Linked DNA regions of Sus scrofa: regions 2 and 3 are each linked to region 1. A link is a contact called in public Hi-C data. All regions are on one chromosome and are shown on one strand. Each heading gives the region's core, a stretch centred on a gene start, on an enhancer-like site or on the middle of the called end of the contact. The rest is flanking DNA. Distances are from core to core; before and after follow the strand shown. Region 1 has its middle 87 kb from the start of MMD. Region 2 has its middle 6.0 kb from the start of TMEM100. Region 3 overlaps LOC110256030 (a long non-coding RNA gene).

Region 1 (4,454 bases), core at 1,193-3,692:
GGCCGCTCCCGCGGCATATGGAGGTTCCCAGGCTAGGGGTTGAATCGGAGATGTAGCCACCGGCCTACGCCAGAGCCACAGCAACGCAGGATCCGAGCCGCGTCTGCAACCTACACCACAGCTCACGGCAACGCCGGATCGTTAACCCACTGAGCAAGGGCAGGGACCGAACCCGCAACCTCATGGTTCCTAGTCGGATTCGTTAACCACTGCGCCATGACGGGAACTCCATTTCTTTTTTTTTTTTTTTTTTGTCTGCCTTTTTTTTTTTTTTAAGTTCATTCTAGTTTCCTACAGCACCTTCTGTCCTCATTCTTACCTGATATCCTTACCTGGAATCTATTCTGGAGGACCCCATCCAAATCCTACCTTCCTGTAATGTCTGACATTAACTCCCTCCTCTGAAAATTTCATTGTACACACAACTAATTTGGGAATTAGTTATGTACTTTTTAATTAAAATTCTTCTATTAATGGATCAATGTTCTATCTACATTTTCTTAGGGCTTAACTTTTCACCCATTTTATGTCTCATCTTCAAAATGGATTCGATTCATTGAGGGCAGGGATAAAATATCTACTACATAGGATACTTTGAACATAATGACAATAGATACTTGGAAAAACCAGTCAAGATAGAAGAAGGAAATAGTAAATGTGGTCATTATACTTAACAGCTGGTGCCACGGTGAATGCATTCTATACATTAGCTCATTTATTCCTTGCAATGTATAAGTACTATCTATAAGTTCTATCATTATTATTATTTTGTAGATGAGGGAAATGAAGCTTAGCAGTATTATGTAATTTGTCCAGAGTGACCCAACTTGTACATGTCAGTGCTAGCATTGAAAGTGTTGCGATGGTTATTATGAGGGCTTTATAATAATAATGAGGGATAGCTATAGCATGAGTTATCCAAACTTTGACCTCCAAAGTTCTGGTAGCAGTAGCCTGGGATTTGGCTGTGCACTCAACTCTGTGTTCTTCTTGGGCACAGAGCTGGACCATGTCTCCTGAACTTAGGGGTGGTTTCATACCTGAGCTCTATCCATGGGACTTGAGCACAAAAGCTGGAGGCCACCTCTGGGCTTGTCTCTTCCAGGACTGGACCCAGGTGATGATGCTGTCTGTATTCCTGTGGGATGGCCGTGCCACACGATGGAAGAAATAATGGCCCTGGAGTCACCGCCTGAAGCACTGCTGGCTATTGAGCAGGAACTTCACCTTGAGACTGCTACTCAATTAAAGAAAGAGCTTATTGGAGGGTCCTGCTTGTTACTGCAGCCTCATTTACCTAACTTGAGTAATTGTCAAGACATCCATCAAGGGAGTGAGAGCATGCTCAACCCTTCTGGCATTGAACCAAGTATTTGCTGTGGATGGTAAAGGCTGACTGCAAACATCTCTCACTCATCAATTAGCAGCCTTTATGTCACAGATGGTGTGGAGGATATCAGGATTGTTTGTCCTTTCAATGTCCTTTCAATGGTGGCCACGGACTGTTTTAAGTTAAATGAAATAAGCTAGAGAATAATATACCTCTTACAGTTATGAGGTATTCCCACTTGCCCCTGAATTGGAAATTCCCTGGTCCAGGTACATCAGATTTTAAGGGTTCTGAATTTAAATGATCCATACCACAACAGATACTTTATAGAATAATTGAGAATTTATGTCTCCATAAAAAGTCAAATTAAAGTATTTCTCAGTACCTTAGCAGTTCAAGCATGAAGCTTTTTGAAAATAACTGGAGGATTGACACAATTTATGAAAAAGTTTAAAATGAGTGATGGATTCAGACATTTCTGTTAAGATGACAATCTGGATGAAAATACAGTTTTGGCTAGTCTTTTTCTCTCTCATTCTCCACTCCATTTCTTTCATCAAAACTTTTTTGAGCACCTCTCTGTCAAGAGATGCCCTCCAATTAAGCATTTTCAGGCATTCCACCCTTTTAATCATACTCATTCTTTCTTTCATTTCTTCTTATCAGTTAACAGTTTATTGATTCTCAGGCCCAGGGCTGGATTCTGGCTTGGCCCTCATTTGGTTCCTCGGTGCAGGCGGCTGCAGTCTCCCTTCCTGACAGTAGAGGGAGCTAGAAGACCACACTCTCCTGGCCAATCTGTGGTATATGGTCCAATTATCCCTCCCACATAGAGCAGGAAATGGACAAGTGGTTTTTGGATGATAGTGAAGTTTTCTCATTTTCCACTTTTTTTTTTTAATATCACTAGTGACATTTTTGGCAACAGCTGAGAAAATAAACCATTTTTTCTCACTTGACCAGTCATAGTTTGCATCAATCTCCCTTCTCTCCCCTCTTCATACTCTCCTCCATTTCCAGAAACTGCTTTTGCACCTTAATGCACTTGCTAGATTATGTGTGGGATGTCCAAATCCCAAGATACCACAAGTTTCAAGGATCCCCTCTTTACTCATGTTGCTGAGGTGGCTGACTCACTTAAGCTCATTGTATTGAAAGCCTGAAAAATTAAGTCATTTAGCAAGAAGATAGACTCTGAATCCCATAATACTCTCAAAAAGCATCTCTTGCTTGAGAGTTTGGCAGATTCATAGTTTAAAATGGTGATGGGAGTGTGTTGTAGGGATGGATTGGGATTCTGCTGTATTTACATTATTTACCATCTCAAATAGACTTTGGACTGTCTAAAAAACATGAGAAGAAGAGAAATTGTCTGGGCCAATTCTCTCTGGCTGCTCTGGGAAAATTCAGAGACCAAAGCTTCATAGCCGGAAATGACATTTTTCTCCTAGTAGGGATTCTCTGGTTATTCAGAACCACTAACTCCTGAAAATATGGCCTAATTACAAGCATTTTGCTTTCAGCCAAGATGCTATGAGCCATATTTTTCAGAAGTTAGGGAATGTCAGAGAAAGGAGAGGTCAAGGTCATCTAGCACAGTCTGCTAACTTTATACACAGAAACTCAGAGGCCTAAGGTCACTCAGTCTGTTGGATTTTTTAAAATTGAAATATAGTTGATTTAAAATGTTTTAGCAAAGTGATTCAGTTATACACACACACATAAATAAATATATACATATATACACACATATGTACATGTTCTTTTTCAGATTCTTTTCCATTAAGATATTGAATATATCTTAATTCCTGTGCTATATGGTAGGTCCTTGTTGTTTATCTATTTTATATATAGTAGTGTGTATATTTTAATCCCAAACTCTTAATTTATCCTTCCCTATGACTTTTGCCCTTTGGTAACCAAAGTTTGTTTTCTATGTCTGTGAGTATATCTCTGTTTTGAATATAAGTTTATTTGTATCTTTTTTTAGATTCCACATATAAGCAATATACAATATTTATCTTTCTCTCTCTGGCTTATTTCACTTAGTATGGTATCTCTAGTCCATCCTTGATGCTGCAAATGACATTACTTCATTATTTTTTATGGCTGAGCAATATTCCATTGAATATAGATACCATATCTTCTTCTTCTTCCTTTTTTTTTTTTTTTTTTTTTGGCCACACCCGTGACATTTAGAAGTTCCAGTTCCAGGGCCAGGGATCAAACCTGAACCTCAGCAGTGACAATGCCAGATCCTTAACCTGCTGAGCCACCAGGGAACTCCTATACTACATCTTATTTATCTATTCATGTGTTGATGGACTTTTAGATGGCTTCCATGTCTTGGCTATTTTAAAATGCACAGGAATGGGATTGCTGGATCATATGGTAATTCTATTTTCAGTGTTTAAAGTATTAAAATTCAAGCTTTTAAGTTATTCTGTTCTCCATAGAGGCTGTACAAATTTACATTCCCACCAACAGAGTAAGAGTGTTCCCTTTTCTCCACAGCCTCTCAAGCATTTGTTATTTGTAGGCTTTTTGATGATGGTCATTCTGACTGATGCGAGGTCATACTTCATTGTAGTTTTGATTTCCATTTCTCTGATAATCAGTGATTGTCAGCATTTTTTCATGTGTCTGTGGCCCTCTCTCTATATATTTTTTTGGAGGACTATCTATTTAGATGTTCTGTTCACTTTTTATTAGTTTTTTTTTTATATTGAGCTATATGGGCTGTTTGTATAATTTGGAAATTAATGCCCTCGGGTCACTTTGTTTGCAAATGTTTTCTCCCATTCCATAGGTTGTCTTTTTGTTTTGTTTATGGTTTCCTTTGTTGTGCAAAAGCTTTTAAGTTTAATTAGGTCCAATTGGTTTATTTTTGCTTTTGTTTCCATTACTTTAGGAGACAAAGCCAAAAAAAAAAAAAATACTGCTGCAAGTTATGTCAAATATTGATTTACCTATGTTTCCTATAGGAGTTTTATAGTATCCAGTCTACATTTAGTTCTTTAATTTTGGGTTTATTTTTGTGTATGATGTTAGAAAATGTTCTAATTTCATTTTTTTTCCATGTAGCTGTCCAGTTTTGTCAGCACCAGTTATTGTAGAGGCTGTC
Region 2 (4,454 bases), core at 822-3,321, 210 kb after region 1:
ATTTATAACTCTATGCACACACTACAAAATAGCAGACACATATGCAATATATATATGTGTATATATATACACATATATATACATGATTTGCGATTGCTCACTTTCTGAATGGAACAAGAAATAAATATTTAATGCATTCCAATTCAAGCCTCTAATTGTACTGATGATATAGAAATAAGGTATTGATTCCATTTTAAATTTCAGTTTTAAGCTCCTTAAAAACAAGAACATAACTGTGCAATTCTAACATTAAAAAAGTACCTCATATATGATTTCTGGGAGTAAAAATGTTTTCTCCCCCCATTGATCACTACTGTAAGGTAGTCCTCACATATAAGGATATGTATAGAAAGTTCCTGTCGGAGTTCCCGTAGTGGCGCAGTGGTTAACGAATCCGACTAGGAACCATGAGGTTGTGGGTTGGTCCCTGCCCTTGCTCAGTGGGTTAACGATCCCATGAGCTGTGGTGTAGGTCGCAGACGTGGCTCAGATCCCGCGTTGCTGTGGCTCTGGCACAGGCCGTTGGCTACAGCTCCGATTGGACCTCTAGCCTGGGAACCTCCATATGCCGAGGGAGCGACCCAAGAAATAGCAAAAAGACAAAAAAAAAAAAGAAAAAAGAAAGTTCCTGTCTCTTAATACATGGAGAAACAGCCTTCATCTGTTATTAAATTAAGAGCTAATTTTGTGTTGCCCTGTGAATTAAAACTTTCTTTAAAAAGGCAATCTTAGTCTCTATGGATTTCTGTAGACATTTAATGTTTTGGGCCATATACAATATAAGCAAACCTTTACAGTGGGGTTTACCAAGATTATGTTGACTGAAAAATCTCCCATAAGTTCCTGAAGAATAATATCAGTAATTGTGCATATGTGTATGGAAAATCCTTACCAAATAAATAAATAAACAAAAGAATGGCTCTACGTTGAAATCAGATATAAACTTGTAAACTCAGATCATTATTCAAATGGATTATTTCAAAGTTTCCAGATATTTAGTGCTAAGTACATTAATTATTCAATGATACTTGAATGACTATTCAATTATTATTGGAATTTTTCCAATAATTCTTTGGATGGCGGGTACCTTGTATATCCAACAGTGGGCTCTACCTAAAAATAAATTCTTATTGAACACTTAATAAAATTGTCTACTTTTCATAGATTTATTATCTCACTTAATACTCATAAAAAATCCAATGGAGTTCCTGTTGTGGCTCATCAGAAATGAATCTGACTAGTATCCATGAGGATGCAGGTTCAATCCCTGGCCTTGGTCAGTGGGTTTAGGATCCAGCGTTGCCATGAGCTGTGGTGTAGGTCACAGATGAGGCTCGGATCTGGCATTGCTGTGGCTGTGGCAAAGGCTGTAGGCCGGCAGCTACAGCTCTGATTAGACCCCTAGCCTGGGAACCTCCATGTGCTAGGGCGGGTTTGGCCCTAAAAAGACCCCCCCACCAAAAAAAATCCAAGAGGTAGGTGTGAGATAGTCCCATTAGACAAATAAAGAGATTAAGAGGCCTTTTGGAAAATGGTGGAGCACAGAACTAGAACCCAAGCCTGTTTGACTGCCACGTTTACCTCCTAATCTCCATACATTATTGCTTTTGTGTTCAGCTGATATGCAAGCCTTCTGTTGCTCAAAGGTTTACCCTCCCCAGAATAAACTCTGGGGTTAAAAAAAAAACAAACTACCCCCCCCCACAAAAAAAGATGCAATCTTCTTCTTACAGAACCTCAGGACCTCTAGCGACCCATTGATGAGAATAGGACCAACTCAAGAAAAGGTTTGGAAACATTTTTATCCACTTGAAAAGTCTTTGATGTCCTGGTGGTGTGGGTGGGTAATGGGAAAGAGAACAATTTGCCCCACCCATCTGAGGTCAAACCAGAACTATTTATCTTATGGTCTTAAGGAACAATGCAGAGAACAGATCTCTTGCTTTCTTTCTTTAGATAAAAATTGTAAAGTCTTGCTTCACAAAGGAGAGAGTATCTTGCTGTCTCCTTCTTGTTTACTTAAAACTCTACAGGAAACGGGCATTATTGTCTTTGTCAAAGCAATTGTAAAACCTGGTAAGGCTAATGATCCCAGGACAGTGTGTGGCCACAGAATGAGAACACGATGATTCTTCCATTCTGCACACTAAGGGCACCAAGTTCACTTTGAACTCCAACTGGCCACTGTGCCTGGTCAGTAAATCTGCCATTGATAACTTTGGATGACTTCCAATTTGAGGGGCTCAGTGGTCTCAGGGGAACCTCTCTCCCCTGACTTACTTCTCGCTATTTAGTTTCTATTTAGTTTCTTAGTTTGGAAAACTTTCTTTATAGCTCTAACATGACTTGTTCTTTCTAGGGTTACAGGGTAAGGTTTTGGATCCTTTCCACAGCAAAATTAGCATTTTTGACTCTTCACTCTTGTGCAATGAAAATGGCCATAAACTGAAAGTCAGGAAACTTGGGTTTGAATCTTTTTTTTTTTTTTTTTCCTTTAAGTGGCCTTGGGCTAGACATCCAGCCTCTCAGAGTCCCATCTGTCAGATCACAGGGTCCTGTCTATAAATTCTTTGCTATTCTTTCCTCTTTTTCTATTTCAGAAACCCTCTTTGGGCTCCTACAATTTCCTATATTATTATCAGAGAACATAGCTGAGACAACTTGAGAAAAAACTAACACAGCTACCCAAGCTACCAGAAACCCTCTTTAAAAAAAATCCCTGGTGCAGCATCTGTCAGCAAAACCATTGACTTCTTACTGTGGATATTCATCTATTTCCCTGAGAGGACATTAGTGGGCATCTGGCTCAGAGACTGACTGCACTGCAAAGATTCCCTTTAGTTCAAATCAGAAATTCTAGGACTGTAGTGTTTTCACACTAATTTCCACTCATGCTGACCCAAAGCCAATGCAGTAAGAAGTGTGAGATATCCAAGGAAATCAACAGTGTAATGCATGCCAAATTGAATTTGGAAGGCAAGCAGCTGGGGCCAGAATTCCTGCTCATGGAGACTTACTCTGCTGTGATTGACACAAGGAGATGTAAGACTGAGACCTCAGCTCACAGCTTTATGTGACAGGTTACAGGAGTAGCCACCTTTAGGGAAGACTGATGGAAAAGCCCAAAGGTGAGCGTCTCTTGTTACAGAAAGCAAATACCACTGTACCAACAAGGCTTAGGGACACAGAATTTTTCAAGTTGGAGAAGCAACTGTGCTTCCTGGTAGCTGTCAAAAGGGCATCATGTGGGGAGTGCTCTTCCTTAGTGCTTCGACACTCCAGGCCTTGGAATCCAAAGAGGAGCAGCAGTGCTGCTATGTGTAGATTCTGATATAAGCACCCAGTTCAGATTCTCACATTATAGATTAAAGCAGAGAAAAGGATGATTCTATATAGTCCTCTCTTTCTGAAATTCCTTTTTATTTTCTTAGTGGTGAGATCACAATCTTACTATCATCAAATGTGTTCTGTACACCAGTGAGGGTTTGGACTACCTGCATCAGAATGTATAGGGTACTTATAAAAAGTACTTGTTTCAGGGATTCACCCTAGACCTACTGCATTATTGCAGCAGGATATTTGATGTGTGTGTGTGTGTGTGTGTGTGTGTGTGTGTGTCTGTGTGTCTGTGTGTGTGTGTGTGTCTGTGTCTCTGTGTGTCTTGGTAGGTCAGGAATCTGCAATTTTAATCCATATCCCTAATGAAGTTTGAAATCCTCTTCTGGATGCTAATATAGCAAGCTATTGAGTATGTGAGCCTAACCACATGACTGGTTAAAACTATTAATGGTTCCCTTTTATCAAGGCTCAGCTTCAGCTTAGATCAAATTACAAATACAGCACACAGTTTCATGTTCCTCATGCTTGATGCTTCCTGTGTTTGGATACTCCAGATGATGTCTACTCATTTTTTCCTGATACCTTGAGCATCACATATTTCCCTGATAAGTCCTTCTCCATCTCTGGACCAGGCAGCCTTGAGTTTCCTTCACTGTGTCTCCATACTGCTATATGCTAAGATTTCTCAGTCTATGCACTTTTGACATTTGGGGCCCGATAATTATTTGTTTTGAGCATCTGTCTTCATTGATGGATGTTAGCAGCAGCCTTAGCTCCACCCACTAGACACCAGTAGCTAGCTCCCAGTCCTGAGAACCAAAAATGTCTTCAAGCATTGCCAAATGTCCTCTGGGGGGCAAAATTGTACCTGATTGAGGGCGGTGCTCTACACTTACAAATATCATATCCCTTGCCAAATAAAGTAGAAAGTAGCTGTTTGCTTGTTTAATCTCCTCTAAGATACTGAGAGTTCAAGAATAGGAGCTTGGTGGGGGGTTTAGGGATGGACTGGGGGTTTGGGATTGGCATACGCACACTGAGGTATATGGAATGATTGACCAGTGGCGACCTGCTGTATAGCACAGAGAACTCTACCCAGTATTCTAAGATTATCT
Region 3 (4,454 bases), core at 1,160-3,659, 130 kb after region 1:
GTAACTATTGTCTATTTCACCAGCTGCCAAGATAGCACAAAATATTGGACCTTAGTATAAGGACCTGATACACAGCCTTCTCAAACCCATCAGTGTTCTCACCATGGAGGTAATGCCTGCTTCCCCTTGTGCTTTACGGTGTATTTGAGGCTTACTAAAACAGTTTATAGTACAAACAGTTCTTTCAGTTTTGTTTTGTCTCCCCTCTTGACGGGAAGAACATTCAAATTACAGACACGAATTAGTGCCCTTAAGCCCCAGTTCCCTTTGCACACTGGGACTTTGTTTCTGGTAAAGCCCATCTGTCTGCTGCCCTCCTTTCTTTCCCAGGGGTCCTGTCAGGACCTCCAGCACATAGCACCATGTCCAGGAGTCTGTCCAATGTTCACAGATGAGTCAGAATCCAGAGGTGGTAAGGGTCTCAAGCTAGCATCCTTCCCCAAAGGCACTGTGTATTCAAGAGCCAGAGGGCCAACTGTGGTCAGAATCAGGGAGCATAGCAGCTCCTTAGCCCCTGGAGCTATTTCTGTTCATGCAGCGCCAGGCATTTCTGGTTGAATGCTGCCACTCACAGCACTCACACAAAATCTGGAAGCCATTTGGAGTTCAAAGGCACCCACAGACTTTGGCAAAGTGAAACTGGGGACAGATCCTGGCAGTACAAAGTACAGTAACATACACATCTGTTTAAGAGGTTCAGAGGCTTCTTGGTGGTGTTTCTGGCTGCAAAGTTACTGAAGAAAATCCATGCCTGAAACATTTTCTCTAAGCCCCAATCCAGTTGAGTTTGGAACAAGACCGGGGAGCACCCTTAATGCAATTTGTGGAATGTCCAGTACAATTTATGGAGTGTCCACTCTTAGTACAATTTAAGGGGTTGACTGCCAAAGGTCAGGAAATGAGGGGACTGGCTCCACCGTCTTCTCAGCATTCAGTAGGTAGGTATTTGATCTTCCTGACTGCTCAGAATGCAAATTGGATCTCTAGATGCAATGAACCCAGAGTCTTCTTGGAGCAGGCAACAGACTTCCCATGATTCTCAGCTTCAGAATTTCTGAACCAATAACCAAAAAGAGACGTAGTCAATTCTCTTTCTTATTTAGTAACCCCTTTCCTTGTCTTCCTTCTCTTCATTTTTTTTCTCCTCTATGCTCCATCTTCTTACCCCCCTTACCATTCTTCCTCACCCTTCCTGTCTTCAGCTCCTTCTTTCCCCCTCTCCCTTTCCCCTTCCCCTGCTTCCTTTTCCCATGGCTCTTGCTGTTGATCCTCTTAGAGCTCAACTTTAGCAGAGGCTGGCACAAGACAGTTTAATCTAGACTCTTGCCACCTTCTGGATCACTGTCATGTGGTTCCTCATGACTGAGAGGGAAGGTGCTTTCCTCTGGGGTTCATGAGTCAGAGCCCTGAGACATTCCCTCTAGCCACCTTGTTGGCAACTCATCTCCCTGCAGAGAAGCTGGGCAAACTTCCAGAGTGAGACACGGAGGCAGAAACCTCTGGGGAGATCCACTGGGAGTCACCAGTGTGGGCTTTAAGGAGAGGGAGGGTGTGGAGCCTGGAAAGAAGCTGACAACTGGTGATCTAGTCACACCTTTCCCTGTGAGTCCTTAGACAAGGGATCTTCTCTCTCTTTGCCTCAGAGTTCTAGCTGCAAAAATGAAAGTGCTGGCCTCAAAGGGCTTTTCCTGTGTCTTAGTTTATTGCCATAAAAGTATAGGGTATAGGCTTATCTCCCCCCTAACAAACATTATTCTTTTTGAGTAGTGAACAGTGTTATAGTGCAAAGGCCCCTTGAAAAAATTTCCAGGCAGAGAGAGGAGAACAATTCCTGTTTGAATCTGACCCTGAGACTGTGGGCTGCTGGTTCCACCCTGTCTTCTTCCCAGCCACCCACGGCCTCTGGCTCCCGCCTCAGTAGCCGTTTTCTCACTGACACCACCCACTGGCTCCAGGAAATGGAGCTCTTTCTCTCTCCAGCATGTGCATGGGGGAAAAAAAAAATCTTGTGAGAAACTCAAAAGAAGATTTGGAGGCTAAAAATGGAATGTTTCCTACAAATAAAACAAAGAAGCTATATTTCTGAATGCAGGCTTCTGAATGTATTTAAGACCCAAGTCCAGATAAGTGAAATCTGCCATCTATGTTGCTTGAGGGGGCTGAGTGTCTAAACTAGTAAGATCTTCAGACTCTCTCAGAAGACTTATTCACTCCAGTTTTTACAGAAACTAAATTCTGGTGTTACCACAAGAGTTCTGACAATCCCCAGAGCTGGCTCAGTGATGGGAATATGACCAGTGTTTACTAGTAAAGTGGAGTCATCTAGTGGGAGAGTGGACGGGAAGAGATCAAAGATAATCCTCATTCACCACCCACTCTGCTTCCCCAGCCCACAGCTCTGGTCCGGTTGGTTGGCTGAGTTTGCTCCTCGGCTATGAATGGAGCACATCAGCCTCCCAGTTCTACAGCCAGTTACGCCTCTGAGAACAGAAAGCCAAATTCAGAAATTCATTTGGGGAAAGAAGTACTGGTTGGTTGATTTATTTCCTTGTCATCAGACTTGGTTTTTGTCCTCGTTCATCACAGATTGTTCCTGTTGCCCTGGCAGAGCCAGAGCTACGTGAGGAGGGTCAGCCACAGCCTTGGCCTTTGCTCCACTTCTGTGGCAAGGGGCTGCCAAGTGCTGCGGGGAAGGGGTGGGGCTCAGAGATGGTTCCCACTGGGGAACATAGATTACAAGCTAGGACAATGACTTGTACTAGAAAATTCACTGTTCTTTCTAGTGAGAAATGTTCTCTCTGCAGAAGTGAAGAAGAATAGAAAATAGATTCTGTTCCTGAGAATCTCAGCAGTGCAATGAGCTGGTCTGACTCTTCTTTTTACAGTGTTTTAGTTCCAGCCTATTTACTAATTAATTAATTTTTGGCTTAGCCCAGAGCATGAAGAAATTCCCGGGGCAGGGATCAAACCTGAGCCACAGCAGTGACAATGCCAGATCCTTAACCCACTGAGTCACCAAGGAACTCCTCCAGCCTTTATTGATGATGCCTAGAGAGCACTGGCAACATATACATCTGTTATGCATATCCCTGTAGGCCCTCCTAAATTATTCTCTTCATGAATTATTTCATAAGGTGATTAATGGAAATAGACTTTATCCTTGTCATTATGCCTGGAAATCTTCATCATGGAATGGAATTTTCTCCCTGCTTCTGAATGCTTTCTGATAATCATGATTGCTCTCCAAACTTTTGGAGTTATGTCAATAAACCCTGCTTTCCTTTCACAGGTGGAAAAGCAAGGTCAAATGACTCATGGCTAACTGTCTGGACCCCTGTGAGAAATGAGACACCATCAAAAGCTGCCACCTTCTGATACTTGCCCTGCTTTGAACCCCAGGAATGTGAAAGACTGTTAGATGTAAATGTTTTAATTTAATTTAGATTCTATTTCTAAAGTCCAGTGAATGATGCAAAGTGCATAATTTCTAATATAAAACAGACACTGAAGGGACTGCGGATAAGATGTTAACTCTCAGGAAGACCAATGCTAGGAACACTTGGGATGCAAGGAGGTCCCTTAAAGTCACAATTTGTTGAGCATTTTTATTTGAGTAACATCCTGCCATTGTTGTCATCCAGTCCATGAAGGTTTTATTCTCCAAAGATGATGCTTCTGGAAATATCATTCTGACCCATGAGTGACTTCTCCCCTATGTGTCCTTGTGCCAGATGGTCAGAGGGCCACCTTTACTGTAGTGTGTGGAAATAGCAGGCTCATGAGTGGACGTGCCCGGACTCACTGCTCACCTCAGCTCCGGCTGCCTCAGTGGTAGTCACACCATCGTCTCCATTGCAGCTTCCTTTTTCAAACTACCTATCACTCCCTCCAGGAACCTTCCTCTCCCTTTGAGCTAGACATCGCTCATGCTCTTCCTGTACCCTGAGATATCACAGACAAACAAGTCTTTCTAGATGCATCTCATTTTTATAGTGCTATGTCCATGCAAGACAGGTCTCCCCAAAATGCAATCATTCTTGACTTGGCAGTCTCCTAGATTATGCCCCCCCCCAAACTCCTAGACCAAAAAATTTCCTTTCAAAGCATAGACCTCCCAGGGTGAAAGTCTAAGAGATACATCTCCAGTATGTTCTTCCAACTACTGTGCCACACTTTGTATTTCTCTCATCAGAGACCTCTGTAGGTAAATTTTTTCACACAATTTCTACAAATCTTCATTTTTTTTTACCCATCATGCACATCACCAGCCTATCTGAATGACACAGAACTCATATTTCTGTATGATATTCAATAAAAACATACCTACCTATAAAACATAGTTTTATTTAAATTAAAATAGATATGTATGCATACAGATGTGTATATACACGACTGAGGACATGTACAATAGGATGTGTACATACAGAGAGTTTTACTTTAAAGAATTTACTCAC

What was found. A called contact is a pair of places that touch in the nucleus more often than the background predicts.
Region 2: a contact with region 1 is called in a Hi-C map of omental adipose tissue, with 2.2 times the contacts expected there. The contact joins two enhancer-like sites. A contact is called at or near these places in 6 of 47 Hi-C or Micro-C datasets (embryonic fibroblasts, epiblast stem cells, fibroblasts and 3 more) and 1 of 2 datasets of contacts at active chromatin or transcription factors (skeletal muscle).
Region 3: a Hi-C map of omental adipose tissue shows a contact between it and region 1, with 1.6 times the contacts expected there. The contact joins two enhancer-like sites. A contact is called at or near these places in 5 of 47 Hi-C or Micro-C datasets (embryonic fibroblasts, mesenteric adipose tissue, omental adipose tissue and 1 more) and 2 of 2 datasets of contacts at active chromatin or transcription factors (alveolar macrophages and skeletal muscle).

Annotation. Positions count from the first base shown.
Region 1 is chr12:31,808,704-31,813,157 of Sscrofa11.1, forward strand. No RefSeq gene overlaps it. Among named protein-coding and RNA genes, the nearest start is that of MMD, 87 kb to the left of the region's middle. Within about 2 kb of position 2,443, at least 4 of the 83 cell types and tissues checked have an H3K27ac peak or open chromatin away from gene starts, as enhancers often do. A contact at or near this core is called in omental adipose tissue, where this site is marked.
Region 2 is chr12:32,017,825-32,022,278 of Sscrofa11.1, forward strand. No RefSeq gene overlaps it. Among named protein-coding and RNA genes, the nearest start is that of TMEM100, 6.0 kb to the left of the region's middle. Within about 2 kb of position 2,072, at least 4 of the 83 cell types and tissues checked have an H3K27ac peak or open chromatin away from gene starts, as enhancers often do. A contact at or near this core is called in omental adipose tissue, where this site is marked.
Region 3 is chr12:31,943,587-31,948,040 of Sscrofa11.1, forward strand. LOC110256030 (a long non-coding RNA gene) reads right to left here. Exons shown (of 3, transcript XR_002337188.1): 3 at 1-1,054. Among named protein-coding and RNA genes, the nearest start is that of TMEM100, 68 kb to the right of the region's middle. Within about 2 kb of position 2,410, at least 31 of the 83 cell types and tissues checked have an H3K27ac peak or open chromatin away from gene starts, as enhancers often do. A contact at or near this core is called in omental adipose tissue, where this site is marked.